Linked DNA regions of Zea mays: all the other regions are linked to region 3. The links are chromatin contacts, called in public Hi-C maps. All regions are on one chromosome and are shown on one strand. The core of a region is the stretch at or near the end of the contact, and the rest is flanking DNA. Distances in the headings are between cores, read along the strand shown.

The links. Hi-C and Micro-C count contacts between places; a contact is called where the count stands out from the background.
Region 1: a Hi-C map of tassel shows a contact between it and region 3, with 2.7 times the contacts expected there. The contact joins the promoter of LOC100383055 here to the promoter of LOC100274048 in region 3. A contact is called at or near these places in 2 of 25 Hi-C or Micro-C datasets (ear and tassel).
Region 2: a Hi-C map of ear shows a contact between it and region 3, with 5 times the contacts expected there. The contact joins the promoter of LOC100273294 here to the promoter of LOC100274048 in region 3. A contact is called at or near these places in 10 of 25 Hi-C or Micro-C datasets (ear, endosperm, leaf and 2 more).

The regions. Positions count from the first base shown.
Region 1 is chr4:38,043,361-38,047,211 of Zm-B73-REFERENCE-NAM-5.0, forward strand. It overlaps LOC100383055, which reads left to right and starts at 1,797. Exons shown (of 16, transcript NM_001175731.1): 1 at 1,797-2,185; 2 at 2,293-2,411; 3 at 2,797-2,953; 4 at 3,023-3,161; 5 at 3,366-3,459; 6 at 3,544-3,675; 7 at 3,819-3,851. The coding sequence starts at 1,917.
Region 2 is chr4:37,200,229-37,204,113 of Zm-B73-REFERENCE-NAM-5.0, forward strand. LOC100273294 (Vesicle-associated protein 4-2) reads right to left here and starts at 1,412. Exons shown (of 7, transcript NM_001147735.1): 1 at 1,094-1,412; 2 at 505-575; 3 at 215-296; 4 at 1-115. The coding sequence starts at 1,253. LOC103653102 (probable serine/threonine-protein kinase PBL8) reads right to left here. Exons shown (of 3, transcript XM_008680065.4): 1 at 3,848-3,885; 2 at 3,186-3,319; 3 at 2,792-3,073. The coding sequence ends at 2,852.
Region 3 is chr4:37,554,402-37,558,303 of Zm-B73-REFERENCE-NAM-5.0, forward strand. It overlaps LOC100274048, which reads right to left and starts at 2,087. Exons shown (of 3, transcript NM_001148428.1): 1 at 1,873-2,087; 2 at 1,472-1,677; 3 at 1,048-1,383. The coding sequence starts at 1,974. The coding sequence ends at 1,197. LOC103653105 reads right to left here. Exons shown (of 3, transcript XM_008680067.3): 1 at 3,093-3,902; 2 at 2,756-2,867; 3 at 2,162-2,305. The coding sequence ends at 3,097.

The DNA of each region.
Region 1 (3,851 bases), core at 547-3,046, 490 kb after region 3:
CCGTCGTCACAGGGCACGCAGGGCGCCATCATTGCCTATCTGGCGGAGCTAGCCAGATGGGACACCGGTCTTGTTCTCTGCGGCCCGAGTCGGCTCGGGGTAGGGTGATGATGGCGCTTCCTGTTGACGCGGCGGGCCCGCGCCCGAGGTCGGGCGACGTGGGGGCTCTTCCGAAGCCGGGGTTGAGTCTGTCTTCCTTGGCCGAGGCCGAGTCCGAGCCCCTTGGTCGGGCGAGGCGGAGGTCGTTCGGCAGAGGCCAGGGCGGAGTCCGAGCCCTGGGGTCGGGCGAAGCGGAGTTCGTCGTCTTCTGGGGCTGAGCCCGAGTCCGAGCCCTGGGTCGGGCGGAGCGGAGTTCGCCGTCTTCCGGGACTTAGCCCGAGTCCGAGCCCTGGGTCGGGCGGAGCGGAGTTCGCCGTCTTCCGGGGCTTAGCCCGAGTCTGAGCCCTGGGTCGGGCGGAGCGGAGTTCGTTCTTCCGGGACTTAGCCCGAGTCCGAGCCCTGGGTCGGGCGGAGCGGAGTTTCCTATGGTGCCTTTGGCAGGGCCTGACCGCCTGTCAGTCTCACTCTGTCAAGTGGCACTGCAGTCGGAGTGGCGCAGGCGGCGCTGTCCTTCTGTCAGACCGGTCAGTGGAGCGGCGAAGTGACGGCGGTCACTTCGGCTCTGTCGGGGGGCGCGCGTCAGGATAAAGGTGTCAGGCCACCTTTGCGTTAAATGCTCCTGCGACTCGGTCGGTCGGCGCGGCGATTTAGTCAGGGTTGCTTCTTAGCGAAGGCAAGGCCTCGGGCGAGCCGGAGATGTGTCCGCCGTTGGAGGGGGGCCTCGGGCGAGACGGAAATCCCTCGGGGTCGGCTGCCCTTATCCGAGGCTAGGCTCGGGCGAGGCGTGATCGAGTCGCTCGTATGGACTGATCTCTGACTTAATCGTACCCATCAGTCCTCTGCAGCTTTATGCTGATGGGGGTTACCAGCTGAGAATTAGGCGTCTTGAGGGTACCCCTAATTATGGTCCCTGATACCACACTTGCAAATATTTCATCCCAAAAGGAACCGGGATAGAAGCGTGTTGCATAACAGCTAGGCCGCTAAGGTAATGTGTCTATTGCGCTTGGCCACTCCGTTTTGCTGAGGAGTGTACCGCACTTCACATCAGTGTTTACCATCTATGTTTTGCCAACATATTCGATAGTCAGCGGAAGCAAAAAAAACCTAGCTGAATTTCAAATTTCTCGGTCGATTTGCATGTTTAAATTAAAAAACGGAAATTTGTTGTTTCTCAAGTGGAATCCAATGTTTTTCCATCGGAAAATGAACATTAAGTTTTAGAAAGTTGTTTTTTGACAGGATTTATTTGTAATGTGTATATATTTTCATTAAAAAACAAAAGTCGACTTTCTCGATCAAAATTTGTTCTCCAACAAAATTTGCAGTTTTTATCAAAAAAATGATGATCAATTTGGCATGTAACAGAATACCCAGAAAAATATATTAATTTTATCATATTTTTTATTGCTACAATTATTAAAATTTCCAAATTCGAAACAAAATTTAACGAAACCTGTTCGAAAACCGGCCGAACGAGAAATTCTACTGAAGCTCGGCGGTTCTGGTCCGAGAAATTAAACCCTGCTGCATGCCTGCATTGCCCTACCCTAGCGTCGGGATCCGCTCAGTTACTTCTCAGGAAGGAACTGCAGAGAGGTCACTGACGTGTGGGTCTGGTATGAGCATGGTCCCACACGTCAGTGATAGGAAGCAACTACAGAGGAACTCTTTGCCCTACCCTAGCGTATCGAGCGCTCTCCCCGTTCCCCTGCCGGCCTGCCCCAGGCCCCCAGCTAAACCGCCGCCGAGACGCGGCATTCCCGTCCCTTTCCCGCCGCCACTACCTTCGCCTTCGCGCCACGGCCGATTCTCCCATGGCGCAGGCCTCGTCCTTGGTGGCGGTGCTGCGCCGCCGCACCCCCGCCGCTGCCCGCCTGCTTCCTCACCGGCTCGTCTCCTCCGCTCCCGCTCCGGCGTTCGCCTCGTCCTCATTGGTCCCGCTCCCCTTGCCAAGCCTGATCGAGGGAGACAGATGCGGCGGCGGCCTCTCCGCTTCGTTCGGCTCCCACTCACGCCTCCGGCTTCCTCGGCGACACCATGCGGTTGCTATGGCTACCAGGACAGCGCACCAAGTTGCTTCGAGGTAGAAGAGAGATACCCGAGTAACAGCGAGCCCGTCACTAGCTTATGTCGTCTCCAGAAATGCTTATTCTGGCTTGTGAATTTAACAAAGCTGCCATTGTCTTGTAGCCCCGAGAGCCCAGCGGCGGTGACGTCGTTGTCGTCAAGTGAGGCTAGCACTAGCACTGCTGCTTCAGAGCACTCTGAGTTGGTCGATTTTATCAAGTCAGCGTTTGGGAAGCTTGAAGGTGAATATGCGACTAGTGACCTTTATGAACTCGATGCTCGTATTTAGTACACAATGCAGATATTGGAGGATTATTTTTCAACGATGTTTGCAATGGATGCAATAATTTTGTGTGCCAGTTCATTTTATCGATTGTTCTTAGTTCTTACCATTGGAGAAACATAAATACATATACAGAACTAAAGCTGCCACAGCTACTATGTTACTGACAGTCTGACACGAAAAAAAAACATAAACATTCTTTCATTTTTTTATCTAACACACACCACATAAATACATAATATGATAGATGTGGCTATTCCCAGATGCACAATAAATTGTAGCACACATATCCTTTTCTCAGGAGGTCATTGCTACATTTTAACACCTTTATTTTTGTGGCGTAGGTCAAAATCATTGTTGGTTCAACATCATGAATGACACTTGGATGAACTTGAACCATGAAGGAATATATCTTCTTCTTTTGTATCAATCTTGTGGAACATTGAACAACGACGGCAAACATCTAATTGCTTTTGAGAGCTTGAAACATCTGCAACAGAGGTACAATAGTGAAGGAGTACATTACATTTGACTGCAATCTTGAACTCCTCTAATCTCAGCCTGTTTTAGGTATCCACGCCTGAATGTTTTTGCTTTGCAACATGGGAGTGATGTTAGTTCTTTAGCTTCTCAAAGCCAAGCTTTCCGCACAATAGTGAAGGAGTACATCACATTTCCTATCTTGATCTCAGACAAAAACTTCTCCAATGTGAGGCTCAGATCCATAGCAATTTCCACATTTAGTGTCATATGTATTTTATTTTGATTATGCATTTTTCCATTTACCTTTCTGATCTGTCTCTTGACTCTCGACATAGGCTTTAAAGATCTGTGTTGCAGTTGTTTTATGCATTTTAGCTATCATATGAAATACTATGTTAAAACAACAAATGTTGTTTTGGTGAGTGTTCAGATGACAAATGGTGCTTGCTACTTGCTATTTGAAGGTTCTAAGGACCCTGTACTATTCACAAACTGGGTTGAGGAGCCTGATGTCATGATTAAGGGTAAAGTCTGAACAAAACAAGTTATGTAAATGCTATTTTCCTGTCTATTTTTCTTCATCCATTATCTAACCATTTTGAATGCAGCCATAGATGAACTTACCACGTCTAAAGAAAAACCTTCTGAAAATGTTCTGTCAAGAGTTTCTTGGCAGAAAGAAGAGGTTGTCAAAGAGCCATCTGTTGGTTCCTTCAGAAACTTGTTACTTTACCACCCAGGTACTTAGTTACAGCTATCCTTTCGTATAATTTATTAATTAAGCATCAGTTTGCACCCTAAATGGTTATATTGCACATTGCAGTCAACTGTATCTTTGGCTTTGCCATCCAGAAGTGATAATCTACAATTTTATGTGCTGCAGCATGTGTATCAGTTGATGAAGATGGGGATCGCA
Region 2 (3,885 bases), core at 162-2,661, 350 kb before region 3:
AGTTCAGGGACGTACTCCACCGGCCCTTTGACTTTCAGGCTGACAATCTTAAACTTAACCTTGCACTTGTCCATCGGCTTCTCGTTGTTCTCCGGATGCTCCACAAACTTGAAAACTACAATTGAAGTAAGGGAACGCAGGGATTAGGCCATTATAACTTGAGAGCGCCACAACTAGCAATGCGATGATATTCATTGGTCTCAAATCTGAATACCTGTTGCTATGATGCTTTCCCCTGGAGCAAGCACACCGCCCGGAGGCCTCATGAAGCAACTCTTTGGTGCAGTCGTTTGGAACTGCAACAGCAAACATGCTTAAGATTAGTGCTCTGCTGATGGGCACTGTGCAGCTGAGAGCTTAACGATTGTACTAGTTGCAGCATAGTGGTAGGCTAACTAAGATTAGGAACAAACTGGTTGGTATTGGTAAATTTGCAAAAAGAACATTACAGAAAAAGCATCTAGCAATAATAGCGTAACCGAATAAGAGACAGTGGTTTGCTACCTTGAAGGCCACATGGGACTTGCTGATGTTCTTGATCCTGACCGCGCTCCGGACTTGCTTGCCGGGCTCATCTGTATAAATCAAAATTAGGGAGAGAAAAACAGCTGAACGGAAACTGGTTTTCCCAGTAAACTGTATGTCTCCCATGGCCTTTTACCATCTATAGACTTAAATCTCTATATAAGAAACAGTCGTGCAAAGTTCGTCTATGAAAAAGGGACTTTTTCTCGACGAATACGGGTCCTGTCCGACGGAATCACGGAAGTTGAAATGGAACCTATGTTTTCACAGAACAAGCAAAGTTGCAGAAGCAGAAATTTTGAACAAACAACATGGAAAGCGGTGCACGCCTTGACGAGACAGAGCGACCGAATCAAGAAATCGGATAGCAGCGGCCAGCGGGAAACGCGCGCAGCCGGGGCCAAAGGCGCCAGGTGGAAACGATTGAAAGCCGCCGTCTTCTCCACGGGCCATCCGTCAAGAAACTAACAGAGTTGTCTAGTATAATAAACCACCAGGAGGAGGTGCAAGAAGATTCGGGAGGCAAGAAATTAACAGAGCCCCGGCCCCGCTTGTGGATTTTGCTTACATGGGAAGTAGAGCTTGGCGGGCGGATCTAGGCGGAGGCGGCGCCGGGTGGGGAGCAGCGACCGGATCACCTTGACGCCGCCGCCGGATCCCGACGGCGCGCGGGCGGCGTCGCCGTCGGCTGCCGGCGCCGCGGACGCGGCGGCCCCCCAGAGCGGCATGTGGCACAGCCCCAAGCGGCCGGCGGCCTGCTGCTGCTCCTCCTCCTCCTGCACCCGCTGGCCCTGGTGCCCTTCCTCCTCCGGCGGCAGCAGCAGCAGCGGCTCGCCGTCCGCGTCGGGCGCCGGAAGATGTATGGTGCGGGTGCTTCTCGAGAGGAGAGGGACGGGGTGGAACCGTGGAAGAGGTGGGGAGGGTAGGAAGTATGATTGCGCAGGCGACGCACCGGCGTGTGTGGGGGGGGGGGAGGGGAAATGTACAAGCGGTGGAATCGTCAATCGCGACGACGGAGCTAGTGGATGGGGGCGGCGGTAACCAGTTGCCGTAATTTGCTAAATAGGTATTTAGATATTTATTAAATATAGTTATTGTTTATTTGTAACACTAGGTGGTGTTTGGTTTAAAGAATCAATCCATTCTAGATGAGGTGGTGCATCATAAGTTCATTTCATAAATTTGGTGGAATAAACTCATTCCTCATGTTATTACTATTATTAGCTTATGAGGAATGAAATGGTGATGGATCAACTCATTCCATTCCACAAATCAAACAAGAAAGTGAGGAGTGAGAAAATGATGAATTACCTCATTCCTCAAACCAAACACCCCATAGGTGAACGTCGTGTGTCGCTACGGAGTGAACATGTTATGACAAGATACATTGAAATTCAAGAATACTAATTGCAATTTTATGTTCGTGTTAGCATCTTTTAAAAGTTAAGAATTTTTACATGCCTTAAAAGCCTTACACATCGAAAACATCCATCATGTAAAGTAAAATACAATGTTTATCCGTCACTATTGTAATCTGCTACTCGCACTATACAATTATAAATTATTCATATAAGATATACTGTAAAATGAAATATTTTAAAGGTCATACAACGCACGAGCAACCAATTTGATGAATATAGTTAGAGCTGTTCTAAATAGATCGTCAATAGTACTCATTATTTTTTGAGTCTGAAAGGGTTCAACGATGAGGGAGATGTTAAAACATGCCCCCAAAAAAAGGGGAGAACAGTCTGAAAGTGTTAGGATGAGAGAAATGTTGAGATACTTGATAGTTAAAAAATTCAGATTTGGCAGCCTAAATAGTTCAAATATCAGCATGTCACTGAGTGCAACAAATCCTTACACAAGTTTCTAGCTCAAAAGGCATAAGTCTGAGAAATTAGTAGATACAGTTTGCTAACCCAAAATGACATATAATAGTTATAACTGAATCGACACATTATGCCCCAAATTTGATGGGAGTTTCAGTTGAGAGGGATTAACTTCCTCTTGATAAACCAAGACGCTGGTCATCCCCATTGTTGCCCTTAGGGCTTGGTCTCAAAAAAAGCGCATCTAAAACATAAGAAAAGTGGTATGAAAGCGTTACAGAGTGAGAAATGTTAAGAAATGTTAAAACATGTCCCAAAGAAGTGGAGCAGAAGATTCATTATATAAGTCTACAACCTTTACTGCATGTAAAAACGAAAAACACAGTTTCACTTGAAAGAACATTTGTAATGGCACCCCAGTTTTATGTCTTCGGACAAAAATGTTAAGCCAATTTACTATCCAATATGGAGTGAACACGAGAATAACTACAAGCTTAGAAAAACAGTGTAAAGAACCAACATGCAACAGATAAGCAAGCTACAGAATTTCTGCTACAGGTAGCTACTGAAGTCAAAAGTTTATCCCTGATACCTGTCATTACATACTCTGGTGCAGCATAACCATAGGTGCCAACAACCCGAGTAGATACATGAGTTTTATCACCGTGAGGACCAGCTTTTGCTAAACCGAAATCAGATAGTTTTGCGTTGTACTCCTACAGAAGTAAAATCACCACATGTTCAAAAAAAGAAGTAAAATCACCACAATTAACAAGGTAGCGTGCATTGTCTAAGCACAATATGAAACATATTGAACTGATAAAGTACCACATCAAGAAGAACATTCGATGTCTTAAAATCCCTGTAAATTACAGGTTTGGGACCTCCATGGAGGAAGGCTAGTCCTTTCGCGACACCTAGAGGAATCTTCATCCTGTTGGACCAAGGTAGGGGAAGAGCCCCTTCAAGATTAAACAAAGTAAGATGACAGGATCATAAGAACAAGCAGATAGAAAGATTATGGTTGACAAGATTAAGCACATAAAATAAAATCAACTTTGTGAAAAGCTGGTAATGTCCCTACCCCCTTCAAAATAATAATTGTTACATGGGTATGACCTAATACCAATATAGAAGTTAGCAATAGAATGAACACCACCATTGGTAGTAGGCATGCATCCTTGCTCACTACAGTACTATTGCACAGCTCTAACTAAGAAGATCTCAACAGGTGTAACTGGCACAGATCAAACTTAATAAGGCAGGCTAAAATGTTCAGGTCTACATTACCATAATCAAATCAAGTTAGAATGTAATTATCTCTGATGTCACAGAGGATAGAGAACGAAAAAATCCAAGGTTGCTCAGAAAAATGAAAGAAGACTTAGTGAAGAAAAAAACTGGTTAGGCCTAAGTGGGGAAACAAATTAGTAATAAAGGCACTAAATCTACTCAACTTAAAGCATTAACTCTGTTAGGTGATTGCTTACTTCTGAAAAGATGATTTTCAAGACTTCCCCGTGCCATG
Region 3 (3,902 bases), core at 837-3,336:
TTATTACGTATAGTGTATATCACAATTTTTCTTCATTTTTTTTGCTATTGCAAGAGCCAATGGTGAAAATTCGATCTTTCCCCAAAACCAAACAAAAACTTCATATAAAAAAGTGTTATAATGTTAATATATCAAACCTTGAGACACAAAGCAGAATTTGGCTTGCCCTCACTTTTTTCCTTGCGTCGTCTCTATTTGACCATACGAAATTCATCCCAAATGTGTACTCATGTTTTTCGTACATCCACCGTTGAGCCGTTCCAATGTTTCAATTGTATGTTTCTTTCCCATGGGGCTTTTCTTTAACATCATATAAAAAAGGTTATCCAAACCTACAAGAATGTATGCTCTCCATTTCTTCTCTTAGGGAGTGTTTGGTCTCCTCAGCTAAAGTAATGCAAAGCATCCGTGCATGAACATTGCTTCCTCAAAATCCAGCTCGGTACTACAGGACATCTTCATCTTGAACTGTCTAGAGACATGCCTCGGTCGTCCGTCTCTGGCCTTCAGAGAGGGGACTCATCAGTTGGCAGCATTCCGGATCTGCCAGAAGCTAACTGAACTTTTCGAGTCCTTGGCTCACGTCTGTTGGTCTGAGCAGTTATTTTGTTTTTGTTGATATAGAAATTTCACGATGATGATGGGTTATTGGATAGACGGTAGACGCAGTTTTGAGCATTAAGGGTGGGTAATTGGTGTGAAGTCAATTGTAAGTGTGTTGTATAGAATGCGTTGTGACTACTTAATTATGTAGAAGCTGATTGTTACCATCTCCTTTGACGTTGCCTTCCTCAAGAGCCTCCATATCCCATTTCCTATCTCACTCACTCAGTATTTTAAATTTCACTATGCAAACATTATACTCTACTACAGTGCAAAACAGTGTGGTCTTTTATACACTGTCCGTATATACGGTCTGCTTGAGGTAGCCTCCCTCACCAGGAGACAAGATGGAGCGGCGTTATTGTCTTTCTCAACAACGTAAATTAAATTACTGTGGCACACTGACGCTAACTTTGACATGTTTTTTCCTCAGCAATAGCAACAAATCAAACAACAGGCATGTATTCTTTTTTTTTGAACGGAAAAAAGGCATATATCTTCGGATGCTTGTAGATGTCAAATCACAAGGAGAAAAGCAAGGAGCAGCTGGACCAAGGAAAGAACAGCGGTGATCTCTCGGGCAAAATGCTCGACTAAGGAACCTCGTGCGCTGCGGCAGTGGCGGTGACATAGTAGGCGACGGTGATCCCGCCGTGGACGAAGCACATGATCCCTCCGAGGGCCAAGGTGTGTCCGTGAGTGAACCCGCACGACGTCTTGGACTTGGAGTTGGACATGGCGCCGGCGAGCAGCAGCGAGAATCCGGCAATCAGGGCGATCCTACCCCAAGTCGCAGCGCAAGCGCAAGCGCAATCATTAGCACTGGTCCTCTCCAAGGGAATTCTATATATACAAGTGACCAAGTTACCATGAGAGAATTATGGTGGTGGCTGCCAGCTTCCTGTTGATGGACGCCTTGATGAACTCCAGCTGGGAGCAGATGCAGGCACAGCCGCCGAGGAAGTTGGCTACCGCGTGGGCAACTACCAGGAGCACTGCAGCTGCGAGGCCAAGCTGGTACGCTCTGTACACTGGTTTCTCGCACTGGATGAAGAGGATCGTCACCTTCTTAGTCTGTGGAAGCAGTACCAAATACAAACACCAACAACATCAGTCGTCAATTAGATAATCTCAGAGACCATTGAGCTAAAATACCATTACCAGCCATGCATGATGAAGCAAAACCATAGACTACGAAACATTTCGTTTTCAAAACCCCTCTGTGATTTTCGGTTAGTAAAAAAAAATACCAATACCTTGAAACATTACCTTGTTCTGAGCAGCCTGCGCCTCAATTCCTAGTATGCCAGCTGTGACGTCCAGGGCTAAAACCACTACGCAGACCAGAATAGCAACTCCCATCCTCGCCATTGTAGCGTGCTCTCGGACTTGTACCAGCTGAGAAGGTTGCTGAATGGAAGATCACCTGCTTACAAATGGTGTTGTGAGCTGCGACCTGTTCGATGACCAATTGGTGAATAAATAGAGGCAAAAGTACAGCAGGGTATTTGTTCTCCAACCAGGATGCAGTCATGAAGCAAGAAGAAACTAGCTGTCCCAAGATGCTCAAAGTTTTATACTTCCCTTTGATCCTTCGTTTACATCAGAGCTTTATTCCTTCCTTATAGGACACAATTAAGGATTGGTATCTCCAATGTGAAAGCCACATGACATGACACATATTCAGCCTACTTTTAAAGATCTGCTTTTACACAAGGTTTGTAAAGAGAGTGGAAGCGCAGGGAAAAGCAATCTATCTGATTGTCATATAAAAAAACATTTCTACTGAACACATCACAGAAGCCATCTTTTCTACCGAGATAAAGGCACGCAAGATGTTGCTTATCAAAATAAAGACACTAAAACTTTTTGCCGACAGTTAACAGGAAAAGGAGAAGGGCAAGCTTAGTTGTGTGGGGAGAGCTGTCTCGCTAAATGGCCAGGTCACGGATTCGAAGCAGTCTCTCTGCATTTGGCAGGGAAAGATTTGCCTCGGTTTATCCCTTCTCTAGACCCTACTCATGTGAGAGCCTCCAACATTCGTTCTGCCCCTTTAATTAAAAGGAAAAGGAAGGGGTAATGGACACATCCATGTGAGTGAAACTTCTAAATTACTCTTTCGACATCTTAAAAAAAATAACTCCAAACTTACCAAGCCTGCATGTAGCACTGAAACATTGGAGCATCATGGTCGACCAATCTGCTTTATCCTCATTAATCAAAGTAATTTCCAGATAATTGGCTTGAAACATTGGAGTCATTAGCTGCCAGCAAAATATGCATTAGCTTCTGCAGCACATGCACCTTTTTTTCTATGTGCTAAACAAAGCATATTTGATCAGAAATAAACTAGGTCACATTTTGGATGAAACATACTGTTTCACATCTGGTAATCCATAAAGTGAAAAACAGCACTACTGTTGGTTAATCTCATAATCCTTTCTCAGTTTTAGTGTCAGAAAATAAAACCATTAGATAGTTCGACATACCCAATTACCAGTAGTCACCACAAGAGCAGACCCCGAGTTTAAAGTGGTGGAACCTGCTACCATCCCTAACAATGATTTCCCTCTTGGTAACTCTTGACACAAACTTAATTAAATTGTGGCAGTCACTGCACAAACGATGGCTTTGACTGATCCTCAAGGGAGTCTGTGGGGCTGTGCTGATAAGGCCAAAAGCAATTGCCAGTCTCTCACTGTGGTAAGCTCTTGATATCTTTTGCTCGTCAGGATGAATATCAGGGAGCAATTCATTCTCCTCAGCAACAAAGCCAGCTTCTCGTACCTCCTTCATTAATGTGTCCAGCCTCCTGTATATTTCAGCACTTTGTGGATGCAAAGTATCTTTAAAGAAAAACCTGTGATCCGTTTTCTTGACTGTGATCCAGCTACAGGCATTACCAATATATAAACCTTTCCTCTTCAGTGTTTCAACTACCTTGCAGGCGCTGTCCTGTCTACCAGAGCTAACATACAAGTTGAGGAGCACAACATAGCTGTTTATTTTCTCAGGTTCCATTGCCAATAGCTGCTCGGCAGAAAATTTTGCAAGATGCATGCTCTTGTGGATCCTGCTAGCAGTAAGCAAGGCTCCCCACATGTTTGCAGTTGGAGTGAACGGTGCTCTTCTTATCATTGAATAGGATTCATCAAGTAGACCTTCTCTACCAAAAAGCTCAATAACACATGCATAATGCATGGCCCGTGGTTTTATCCTCAGATTTTCAGTCATCAACTGGAAAATCCTCTTCCCTTCGTCAACAAGACCTGAAAACCTACATGCATTCAGCACTGCCA